Regions from separate parts of the Zea mays genome. Here regions 1 and 2 are each linked to region 3. A link is a contact called in public Hi-C data. All regions are on one chromosome and are shown on one strand. The core of a region is the stretch at or near the end of the contact, and the rest is flanking DNA. Distances in the headings are between cores, read along the strand shown. Region 1 has its middle 31 kb from the start of LOC103649916. Region 2 holds the start of LOC100282007. Region 3 holds the start of LOC100272990.

What was found. A called contact is a pair of places that touch in the nucleus more often than the background predicts.
Region 1: a contact with region 3 is called in a Hi-C map of leaf, with 5 times the contacts expected there. The contact joins the enhancer-like site here to the promoter of LOC100272990 in region 3. A contact is called at or near these places in 4 of 25 Hi-C or Micro-C datasets (bundle sheath, ear, leaf and 1 more).
Region 2: a contact with region 3 is called in a Hi-C map of leaf, with 7 times the contacts expected there. The contact joins the promoter of LOC100282007 here to the promoter of LOC100272990 in region 3. A contact is called at or near these places in 2 of 25 Hi-C or Micro-C datasets (leaf and tassel).

What each region holds. Positions count from the first base shown.
Region 1 is chr3:31,584,135-31,588,263 of Zm-B73-REFERENCE-NAM-5.0, forward strand. No RefSeq gene overlaps it. Among protein-coding and RNA genes, the nearest start is that of LOC103649916, 31 kb to the left of the region's middle. Within about 2 kb of position 1,322, at least 13 of the 20 cell types and tissues checked have an H3K27ac peak or open chromatin away from gene starts, as enhancers often do. A contact at or near this core is called in bundle sheath, ear, leaf and 1 more, where this site is marked.
Region 2 is chr3:31,543,106-31,547,169 of Zm-B73-REFERENCE-NAM-5.0, forward strand. LOC100282007 reads left to right here and starts at 1,980. Exons shown (of 4, transcript NM_001368111.1): 1 at 1,980-2,228; 2 at 2,406-2,648. The coding sequence starts at 2,468.
Region 3 is chr3:32,125,753-32,129,783 of Zm-B73-REFERENCE-NAM-5.0, forward strand. It overlaps LOC100272990, which reads right to left and starts at 2,711. Exons shown (of 8, transcript NM_001147441.1): 1 at 2,437-2,711; 2 at 1,561-1,912; 3 at 1,246-1,474; 4 at 947-1,092. The coding sequence starts at 1,892. LOC100384527 (C-type lectin receptor-like tyrosine-protein kinase) reads left to right here and starts at 3,836. Exons shown (of 4, transcript NM_001322116.1): 1 at 3,836-4,031. The coding sequence starts at 3,962.

The DNA of each region.
Region 1 (4,129 bases), core at 72-2,571, 540 kb before region 3:
CGTCCGGGATGGATTTTCCGCTCCGGTTTCTGCTCTGTTTTAGTTCTAAATTCAAAAATACAAAAATCAATTTATTTGGGGGTCAAAACGATATTTCATGACAGCAGAAACGAAAAGGAGAACCCCTAATCCAAAATGATAGTGACGAACTTTATATCCAAACACCCCTGCTCGGTTCCCTTGGCTTCGTTGTACAAGTGACATAAATAGGCTCTAAATTTTACACTGAAAATTTAAAGATCGACTGCCTTTTGACATTTCGTTTGCCTGCACTACCGCACATCTTCCCTGTGGCGCCGTCAGGTCTGACTGAGCATTACAGGCGATGCTGGTTGCATCATCAAACGATCGATGCAAAGGCTGCCCAAATCTATTATTACCCGACGACCAAGACACTAAAGCTGCTTGGCAACTGAAATTGAAGATCTTTGCCTCGATCGCCCTCTGACTCTTCTGATCTGCCTTGGTTGGTAGGTAGGGTACGTGAAGTGAAGCCATATGTATGTATGTATGTATGTATGTATGTATGTATGTATGTATGTATGTATGTATGTATGTATGTATGTATGTATGTATGTATGTATGTATGTATGTATGTATACCTTTCAAACTCTACTCTCCCAAATACATTAGCCCTCCTATCCTGGATTTGCACAAAGTCAAGTATTTTTAACACCGACGACTGATCACCAACATCAAATCAAATAAAAAAATGTATGGATCAACATAATTAAGCTCGGTGTTAATAGATTGACAACAATGGAAAATGCTTTTACAGATATACTCTACAACTCTTTCTATTTATAATGGTATTTCCATGCTAATAATAAAGTTGTTATTTTTAGATAGAACAGAAGTTGCAGTGTCCATTATTCAGATATTCGGTTATGGCAGAAAGACCCCCTCGATCGGCCAGTGGTCCTGGTCCCAATATCCCACACCAAGAGTTTCTGAGCACTCACCGAGGACACTTGGAGGATCCACCAAGTTCAGTTCAAGATGCAGCTACGCCATTTACAAGCTCTACTGCTACGTCTCAGTGTGCCGTTTACGAAGAACACGCCTGAATATATAAAGCCATGCATGGATGTACTCCGGTACTCGGAATATGCAGACAGTACAGTCTCAAGCAATCGATTAGTTCAGTGATTTTGTATTGATCCCATCCCATGGACGGCCTCATCACAAGTAAAAGCGTTAAACTATACTATTATATACATTGACCTTGCGTGAATATAATGCCAGCGTCACTGTGTGACCTGCTAACGACGACGGCGAGGCTTTGACCACCCCAGCCCTCTCGAAGGGTTTGCTTGTACTGAAAAGGGGCGGCCGTGGGCCAACCCAGTTACTAGACCGGCCCATACATTTGTAAGATAAATCAATAAGTATCCATGGGGCTTCATTCAGAAGAAAAAGAAAAAAAAGAAGTTGTATGGGCTGCCAAACGTCAATTTTAGCCCATCCGATCCAAGCCCTACATTGGTTATCCAATGCAAGGCTGAGATTCAGGGGGTTATAAGACCCTTCTCAGTGGTAGTTTCATCACATCATTTTTAATATTGTCATGTCAATAAAAGTAAGATGAAATATAGAATGATCAATAGTTTCATGTCACAACTTCATAGACTAGCATGTGCCTTCAATGATGAATCTAAATAACCAACAGGGATCAATGAAATAGATGGAGATGAAACAAATTACTCTCAATGGTGGTTTGACGCGGTTTCCAATATCTTGGAAACGGGTTGGTATAGTTTCATAGTGATGAAACTAGTTTCACCTATTTTATAATAAATATAGTGCCATAACATCAAAAATCATATATTGCATACTATTTAATGCAATGAAATCTCTCACAAAACTCCCATCGACAATAGCCTAAAAGTCGATGGATCCAAACATAGGCATGCATGCACGTAACTCTTAATACCATTCAGTTTTTGAGATGTCCTTTGCCTACCCATCCAAAAATGTATTTTCAATTTGCCTACCATTATCTACAACAATAAAACCCATTTGAACACCCATATCAATAAAATATCATTTTTCTTTCCATCCCACAAAACTAGGCCCCGCTTTTCTCTCTTCTCTCACTCATATCATATAGAATAGGTTTTGGAGAGAAAAAACCCATATTTAGGTTTCCTCTCTCCTTCTAAAATGAGTATCATCTAGGTGCTCTCAACTTTCATGTTTGCATACTTTAATAAAGGAGCCAAAATGAGAATCCAAGGAAGACTCATATTATGGTTCATTTTAGAGTTTAGAAAAGTTCTTGGTGACCATTGGAACACTTTGGAACTCAGAGATAAGGCATCATTGTTTTTATGTGAAGTTTGAGGTTCCAAGTGAAAATTGGAGCATAAAGTTGAAGTAGAGAAGGCAGCTGAAGTTGGAGAATTTGGTAAAGACAATGGGATGACTTAGAGTGGTTGGTACAACTCAAAGAATATTCGTCTAAGTCATAAAAGTGCACAATAGAACAACTGGATCAATCTGCAAAAGAAAAGCCAAAGGTAATTTAACATGTGCTTATCTGTGGTGCACCGGACCTTGGTCTGGTGTGCAATAAACCACTTTTGCAGGGATGGCTAAAAGGAACATTGGCGGCCTGGTGCATCGGACTATGGTCCGGTGTACACTGGACCTATTGTGTAGAGGCTATGTAACTCGATGACCTCGTGCTAGCGCATAGACCAGGGTCAGTGTGCACCGGACCGAGAGTTTGCAGAAAAGCCTGCTCTCGGGTTTTGTGACTGTTAGTGCACGGACCTGGGTCCATGTGCATCAGACCACTTGGGTCCAACAACTACTTCGATTTCAACGTTCAACTACAATGGCTAGGCACGGTCTGTTGTGCACCAGATTGTGACGGTGTCAGCCTAAAATGGAAGGTATCTGTTAAGATCTCGATGATAGCAGGACTGTAGAAGGTCCGGTGGTGCACCAGACCGGTCCGAGGCACCCTAGGAAGGCAGAAAATGCTCAACAGCTAGATTGACCATGGAGGCTATAAATAGAGCCCTCCACCCTCCAACAGTAATAAGCAAGCTCTCATAAATGCAAATACCCATCCTAGCAATAGAATATCCCTCTCTAGTGCATTACTTTGTAAGATCAAGTGATTTGTGCATGATCTAGTCATAGAGAGAAGTGTGTGTGCTAGAGTGCTGCTGTGAAAGAGCTAGTGTGATCTTGAGCAAGTGTTCGGACTTTGGTTAGTGCTTTAGGAATTCTCCATAGACCTACCAAGGTGTGGTCAGCCTTGAATCTTGTGTAATACATCGGGAAGATATAGTGGAATACTTAGTTTATCACAGGAGGTGATAAACTTGAGAAAATGGAGGACGAAGTTGAAATAGACTCCAAGCTAGTTGGCTAATTCCAACATGGATGTAGGCAAGCATTTGAGGCTTGGCCGAACCACAGGAAAAATCATGTCTTTGTCCACTTCTTTATTTCTTGTTTGCACTTTTTATCTTATATTTGTTATAAGTGTTTGTTAAGCGCAGGTACTATCTAGATCAAGACAATATTTCACCGCAATTAACTCTTCGAGTTAAGTAAGAAAAGTTCAATTGAGTTAAAGTTTTTATTAACGCCTATTCACCCTCCTCTAGGCGACATGCAAGGTCCTAAGTACATCAAAAGGTACTTTCATGTATATGTCATATCCATGCACAAGCTTGAAATCTTGGGGGATAGTGTACAAAGTCAATCCTCAAGAATGCATGTACACAACTAGCGATGATGGTTATTGTGAATGCCACTTGGAGTTTGAGAATGATTATGATATTGCCCAAGATATTGACTTTGTCGGGGAGGAAATCTCCCCGGCCGGGTGGCGGATTGCACCCGCCCTAAATCCTAAAGAGAGGAGGGGCCTAAGCGTTTTGCTTGCTACGAGACTGGTGGATCAACACACGAGAGCACGCGAGGGTTTAGAGTGGTTCGGGCCGCCAGAGCGTAATACCCTACTCCATTGTGTGATGTATTGCTCGAGAGCTTGTATGAACTTGAGAGTGTCTGCCTAGCGTTGGGTCTAGCGTCGCGTGCCTCCCCTTTTATAGCTGAAGGGGGGCACGCACAAAGGGACTGGGCCCCGACATGTGGGCCCAGGGACAAA
Region 2 (4,064 bases), core at 730-3,229, 580 kb before region 3:
AGGAGCGGGTGATACAAACTTCTTGGGGGTCGTCCACAAATTTGGAGACTCCCAAGCAACCTCTAACCGTCAAGGAACTCGAGGTTCCAAGAGTAACAAATCCGCACACGGTTAAGTTTGCAACGAGCTCAAGAACAAGAGAATGGGAGAATCGAGATGAAATTGACAGCGAGTTCGATCGAGTTCACCTCACACCAAGGGTCCTTCAAATGATTGAAGGAGATGCGGTTGCGGGTGTGAAAGGTGAAATGAATGCGCTTGTTTGAAGGTTGGTCAGCCAAGAATTCGTGGGAGAGACATGAGTAAATGAGAGAGAGAGTGTGAGGGGGTATATAAAGGATCCCCCAAAAGCTGGCAGCCGTTGGGAGAAAAGGAGCAAAAACTGGTTGAACCGGTTTTCAGACCGGTCGAACCGGTTTCTACCAGGGGGATCCCGGTCCACTGAGCTACTCAGTCGGAGACTCGACCGGTTTCAAAACCGGCTGAGTAGGGAAAAATTTCGGCTCAACCGGTTTCTGAAAAATATCTGCTGCGACTTTTTCTGACAGCTCTGACTGTCAGACAGGTCAGAGCAGATGTGGCAGGTGAACAGTACTGAAACCGGTTGAACCGGTTTCAGGACCAGTTGAACCGGTTTTGGGGGCTGAAACCAAACTTTGGGTATTTTGAAGAGAACAAATGGGGAGACTTTGTGGGAAGTAAAATTTGTTTTTCTCAAGGGCATTCATGATCTGGGAAAATGATCTCCAAGGAGTTTTCAAAAGATTTTGAACTTGGCTCGTTTCACAACTTACTTAACCGTCGCGGATCCCTCTTAATTGTACGACGATTCATATGACTCAAGAATTATAAATTTAGCACCGCCGTTGTTTCTTAGCACTTGGAGCACGCCATTTGATGTGGAATTTTAAATCCGCTGTGCTTTATACTTTTATGCTCGTAAGATCTGTGCTTCTCCTGTCTGTAGAAATACTGTGTACATACTAGGAGCAAACTTGTTAGAATCTTAGTTTGTTTTGTCATTAATCACCAAAACCCTCAATTAGGGTTGATTGCACTTACAAGGAGGACATGGTGGCGCCTGCCACACTTAGGTTATCTTGGCGATGAGGAGTCCAGGTATAAGATATTAGACAACCAAGGTCCGTATCGTGGCAGCAGTCGGCATATGCTATGGAGTTGTTGGTGGTGTTGTGTCGCTTCGGCGTGTCCAGGGTTGGCAAGACACTCGCATTCTCTCGTCCTTCTCGGACTGACGTCTAGTGCGGGTGCCTCTCGGTTTGGAGCTGGTCCGACTGGACTTTTTCCCCGCTTGCGTGCTCTATCCTTATATATGTCTAGCGGTACCACCTATGTCGCCTCCAGATACCCAGTTCTTCGTCGTGTTCTTCTCCGGGAACGAACAGGTATGTCCGCCTCTTTCCTTCCCCTCCTGCTCTACGAAACATTGGAAGTGGGGAAGGCGAGGGATGAGGTCTCTGATTTGCTGCATATGGTAACCGTGCGTCCATAAAAAATATTATGCGAAAAGCGAAGACAATCAATAAAAAACCTTGAGATCTTTTTGTGATAGTTTATGTGGGTATTATTGTGAGCCGTCGCAACGCACAGGCAACCGACTAGTAATATTAAAAATATGTCTCAACGGAATAAAAAAAAGACAACACACCAAATTTCAGTGATCGAGGAGACATTGGCAATTTTGCCATTATGATTTGTGGGCTTCGTCAGTATGCCATCAGACCCACAAATCATAGACACATAATCCCACCAGTAATAGACACAGGATGACATAATAACATACATCAAAATTGGGAGTGGCAAAATCACAAATTTCTCGTGATCGAGCTGGGCCTGATTCTAGGCCAATAGTGGGCCGAAAGAAAAGCACGGCCGTTTCCGGGCGGGTCATCATTGTGCAAGCGGTGGAGTCTGGACTCTGGAGTCGAGGAAACCATCGTCAATCAAAAATCAAAAACAAAAGAAGCAAACCTCGTCGTCACGCCATCCCTCTCCACCTCTCGTCTTCCAGACGCCTCCAATCCGGGCTCCCAGCGTCTCGGAAAAGAGGAGCAGCACGGCACGGCGGCGATGGCGAGGAACGCTCCAATAATATGCTAACCCGTTCTACCCAGTCCAATTAGCAGCCTCCCAAGGAGAAGGAGATCCAATCCTGCGGGCGGGCGTCCCCGTATCCCATCCATCGATCCGAATCTCGGAATCTGCAGGTGAGGAGACTCATCGGTTCCCTTTTTGAGTAGCGACTCATCGGTTTCTCACCATCACTTCCACTTGGGGATTTCAATCGAATGGTGAATAGGAGTTACCAATCAACACTCCTTTCTTTTCTTTTTCTTTTGCAAACAATCCATCGAGAAAATCTTATTCTTACGCGATTCCTTCAGGACCCTGCGGCGCGGCTTCTTCGTGGAGAAGAGGTTGCTGCCGAAGCCACCGCCAGGTAGCCATGTCGTCCTCCGTGCTGAGGGCTGCGGCCGACAGGGCCATTCGCAGGCAGGCCCTCACGCTGACGAACGCCGCGGTGTCCAGGATCCGGCAGCTCCTCAGCCTAAGGCAACGGCCATACCTGCGGCTGGGTGTCAAAGCGCGAGGTTGCAACGGCCTCTCCTACACCCTCAACTATGCCGGTATACTTACTGCTACCTTGTCGCACAGATCAACTTTCTGCACCTGTTTTTCATCGTTTCACAAATTCACATTAACAACATCCGATTTCATAAAGGGCGGGGGGAAATGAATAAAGTGATAAGCTTATATAACACGTCTTGCTTAATACTATCCCGGTCATCCAATATGTAGAATTTTGTATAAGATCCTTTATTGCAAAATGTTACTTCTGTTGTATCGTGATGTTCAGCCATATACCATGGTTAGTGTTCTTACCATTTATATTATATTTCGTCACTTTTCAGTTATATTGGTAATTGGTATGGCAGATTAATTACCAGACTAGTCATAATACCCAGTGGCAGATCCAGAAATGGATCGCGGGTGGGGGATAAGTTAAATGTAATGATGAATGGAATATTAGAAATAATAGTATCAATTAAAAATGCTCATGATGGCATATAATCCCTCCATTCTCTTTTATAAGGCATAGCTTACCTGACAGGCTGACACGGCCTTATAGATTACCCTTTGACAATCTATTTATTTTATTTTATATTATTATGCTTATAGGCTTATGATAATTACAAATTAACCATATCAACTTTGTGCTATAATAGTTCAAAATTGTTAGTCAAAGATTGTGAGGTTTGAATCTTGATATGCATGTGCGCCTTATAAAAGAGAATGGAGTATAAGTATATATAATAACTTTGTTCGTAGAAGAATACGAAATAAGAGATCCGATAACCAAAAGTCATACATGTATGCACAATATCACATAGCTTTCCCCTACCATCTAAAATTGTATATTAAAATTTTCAAATTGTTGTATACTTCATATAAACAAGATTACATTGTAAATTGAAATGAAGTACTACAATACATACCACTCATTGTGTACATGACAAATTTATCATAACATATTGTTTCTTGTAGCCAGAAAGCGCTTTAATCTTTTTATCTTTAATGAATGTAAACAAATGCCACTCGGTGTAGCAATTTAGAATCAATTATTATGGGTATGAAAAATAGGAAATAGCAATCAAAATGGGATGAACTTATACTGTAGTACTAGACCATAGAACATTCTTTGCCTCATTGGCTCACTGTTGCAGCTAGCATACCAACAGATGGGGGATTAGAGCGGTGATCGCCTGGCCAGCTGGGTGCCTGCTGGATGCTGCCTAGAGATGCTATTCCCTTTGAATGGTGGCCAGCTGAGCGCTTGCCGCCTGCTTTCCTGGGACCATTGTTCACCTTAGGGGCTAGGGATCGCTGGCTATGAGCTTGGGGATTGCCGGTTTGAGGTGATGGCCGATGATTGATTATAGCCAACCGGAGCAGGAGAAGGGATGGGTGCAGCTTGCTGGAAGATGCCGCCACGGAGAACAGAAATGGTAGAAGGATTAGGCTTGATTTTCCAAAAGGTAAGT
Region 3 (4,031 bases), core at 1,461-3,960:
TGAAGATTCACTGATGATAAGTAGAAAAATGAAGTCACCACAGATTCAGAGACATCACAGATCCTATGCTTGTCGAATACAAGGTGGCTAGATATCCCAATCCAGATCGTGTTAACTTGCAATTAGCTTAATGCATGAGGCACGAATCCGTAATTAAGATGATGCTTGGCACAGGCCACAGAGTTTTTTCCATTTGGCGAAATACCATCCAAACAAGTTGCAAGCAGCTGAAGACTGGCATAATTATCAGGCTAGAACCCTACTAAAAGTTCCTAGCTGCATTAGCCAGTCCACAGTCTAGACAAAAACATTGGCTCATACATGTCAAGTCGTTTAAAAGTAGGCAGCAAATTTGGAAAAGATTTCAGGTAGTTAAAAACTAAGAATGTTCAGATACACAACATGAACAAAATTTGCACTTTGAAAGAGCACAGCTATGCAGGAAGCTAGCTCAATATACAGTTAAAATATCAATGTAACATCTGCAGAATTCATTTTATTTGCTCCCTTAGACCATAATGCACACTTTTGGCGTCCAGACTAACACACTCCTATATACAGAGGGGGTAGCAAAAGAAACATATGTGGTAGAAATATCTTTGTGTGTTAAATCAACAGCACATATCTTTTGTTTTTCTAATCCTGGTATGACTCATCATTAGGGGGTGCAAATGGTACGGATGTTTTCTGGCCATATCCAAGCTCGAATTCGTTTAGAGTTAAAAATCCATCCGTATCTGAGTCGGATAAACTATATCCAAAACCGTATCCGCATCCGAATACTGAAATCATATCCATATTCTAATCCAAGAAACAATATAGCTATCCATGTTCATATCCGTAGGTATCCAACCATTTGCACCCTAGTAATCATAGTATTTTCTTAGTTTGCTGATGAAGTGAATAAAAACATTTGAGGGAAATAGTTAAGAGCCAACAGACATACCAGCAGTCCCCAAGCATTCCTAACACAGCTCCAAGCTGTGAACATAGGTCTAAGTTATCTTCTGAAGATTTTAACTCCTCCCTGATGTCGTCTGCACACATAGTGAGCCTTGACTTTGCACTTTCAATGTTTCGGGCACGAAAAGCCTAGAGCCAAACAGTTAAGGCCTTGTTGTAAGTTGTAACACCAATATTGTAAATAAATCCATGAATAATAGACAATGATTAGTTATTAAAATTTATCAGGTTCAAGAATCTATTTCAACATAAGAGGCTAAAGCAGTTAACTTAATTACTGACCCTCATAGCTTGCTGCACCAGAAAAGCCCCTCTCTCCATGGAAACATCCTCATATATGACTTTGTTCTTGCCATCTGCTGCTTCCACATCCCCTGCAGCATGTGATCGCTTGATTCTGGCATGACCATCAATGAAGCGGTCAACAAGAGCTTGAAGTTCCGCATCAGGCTCAATACCCTCTATATCAGCACCACATAGTGGGCAGTCTTTAAAGCGTGATATACATGCCCTGCCAAGGAAATCCAGTAAGAACCTATTGAAGCAACGAATGAAACACAAAATGCAATTGAGCTGGATGTGAGGCACGAAACACACTTGCAAAATTTATGGGCACACGGCTTGCATTTGCTACTTTCATGGAGTAGTGCCTGGCAGACAATGCAGCTAAGCGGACCCAGCTTGAAAGTGTTGGAGTCATAGCCGAATGGGCATTTTGCTGGTACGACACGAGGATCGGTGCCCTTTTCTTCACCATGATCACCACTTTCCTTGAGCTTGCTACCATGATCCTTGCCAGTGACAGGGCATACACCACTGATGCTCTTGTCAGATTTTGCAGGGCACACCCCAGTGTTGCTCTTATCAGATTTCACAGGGCATACACCACCACCAGTGGTGGCTCCCGCGAAAGGGCAGATCGAGCTCATGATTATTCACTCGTCCTTCCCTGCACAAAATGAGATAAGAGACATGAAGTTGCAGACCAAATTTATCATATGATAGCGCAACAGAAATCCTATATGTATGTGTGCATAAGTAGAGTCCAGGTATTGGTGCAGAAGCGGATTGTGGGAATCAAATCCCTAGGGTTGGATCTCGAATTAACCACATCACCACATAGTGAGAGTGAGATTATCGATCTAGTCGGCCAGGAAGAGCAAACTACAAAAAAAATGTTGTTGGGCAAGCGAAGTCTCAGAGATCCAAATGATAGCATGAGCAATTCAATTCGATGGAATTGAGGAATACGAGGCGAGCAAGCATTGAGGCGTTCGGTTGCAATTGGGTTGGTTAGCGGCACAAAAGTGATGTGAGAGGGGCAAAGTTCAGTGCAATAGAGAGGAGTTTGAGCATTGGAACGCAAGTTTTTCTAAGGTAAGTTTTCAAAATTTGAGTCGTATGGACCAAGTTTCGGACAAACTAACTTCAATTCGATTCCAAACCAGGTGGGAGAGGGCGAGAATCACCCACCGCGGCTACTCGCCTTCCCCCAGCCGACGCCGAGAACAGGCCTGCCGTGCACCTCTGGACGCGAGCTCTGCCGACGCCTCCGGTCTTCCCCCACCAAGCCACCGCACTGGCACGCCGCTGCTGCCGGCGTCCTCTCGCACGGGGAGACGAGACACCGCGATGGCTCGGACGGCGATTTGCGTTGCGGGTGGATGTAAGGGCACCCGGTCCTAGGAGAGATTAGAGAGATGTGTCAGATTCCGCGGCGCGGGCGGGGCGGGGAGATCGACGACGACGCGACGGCGATGCGATATTCTGGTTGTTGTTGGTGGTTTGTCCCCTTTTCCTCTCTCTTTTTTTCTTTTTTTTCTTTTTTTTATTTTTTGAGGTGGACAAGGTTGAAGTAGTGCTGGGAATTGGGCCGTGCCGGGCCGGCCCGGCCCAAGCCCATCGTGCTTAGTGCCAAACGGGTTCGGGCCAAGAAAGCCCAAACAATTTTTGGGCCGTGCCGTGCCAGCCCGAAGTGTAAAAACAGTGGCCCAGCCCGGCCCTAAACCACGCCGTGCCTTCGTTGGGCCGTGCCGGCCCAAGCCCGGCCCGTATATTTGACCACATAAAATCAAAATATTATAACCATATAAAGTTCATATCTTACTAAATTAAAGATATTAAACAATTATAGCATCATTTAACCACATAAACTCTAAATATAACAACAATATAAAGTCAATATCTTACTAAATTAAAGAGATTAAACAGATTGGGCTTAATTGGGCCGTGCTGGCCCAAGCCCGGCCCATCTATGCGTGCCGTGCTGGGGGCCCGACGGGTCAGAATTTGAGGCCCGGCCCAGGCCCGCCTTCGGGCCGTACTAGCCCGGTCCATATTATTTCGTGTCGGGCCGTGCTTTGGGCTCTTATTTTCGGGTCGTGCTCGTGCTGGCCCGAAAAGCCCGGCCCAGATTCCCAGCACTAGGTTGAAGGTTGCTATTTTCGGGCAAAGGCGGCGGCGACGAGCTCCAGCACCACGAGTCGTGGGGGGAAGGCCTGGTAAGATGGCATCGAGGCTCGAACGGTTAGATGTGTGCCACGTGGATGATCCGGCGACCACGCTACGACCACCGTTAACGTGTACTCTGTTTTTCTCTCGCACGAAAAAAGAAAGAGAGGAACATGGGCTGGGCTGGGTCTGCCAGAGAACAAAGGTCGACCCAGCCCGCTTGGCGGGTGTGGGCTCCTCCGGTTTCCTGCTGCTCTCTGGGCCCAGCGGCAGACAGCGGGGACAGCAGGCTTGAATGCGCTGCCCGGTAGTCAAGGCGGGAGTGGGAGCGCTTCTGCCTTTGGTTTGGTGCGCCCTCATTTATGACGCGCGCAATCTTCACTGTCTTCAGTCATCGTCAGAATTTCCTTCTTTTTTTTTTCCTTCCCCAACTTCTCCCTGCGTCGGCCGAGGCTGCGGCGACTGACCACAGCTTTCGACCCTTTCCAGTGGAGGGAACGGGGTTAGCGAGCGGCCTCCGCTGCGACGGCAACGGCGTGGGAGGGCCATGGCGGCCCCCGCGCTCGCCTTCCCCATGTTGCTGGCTGCCTCACTGCTCTCCGTCGCCGCTCCTGCGC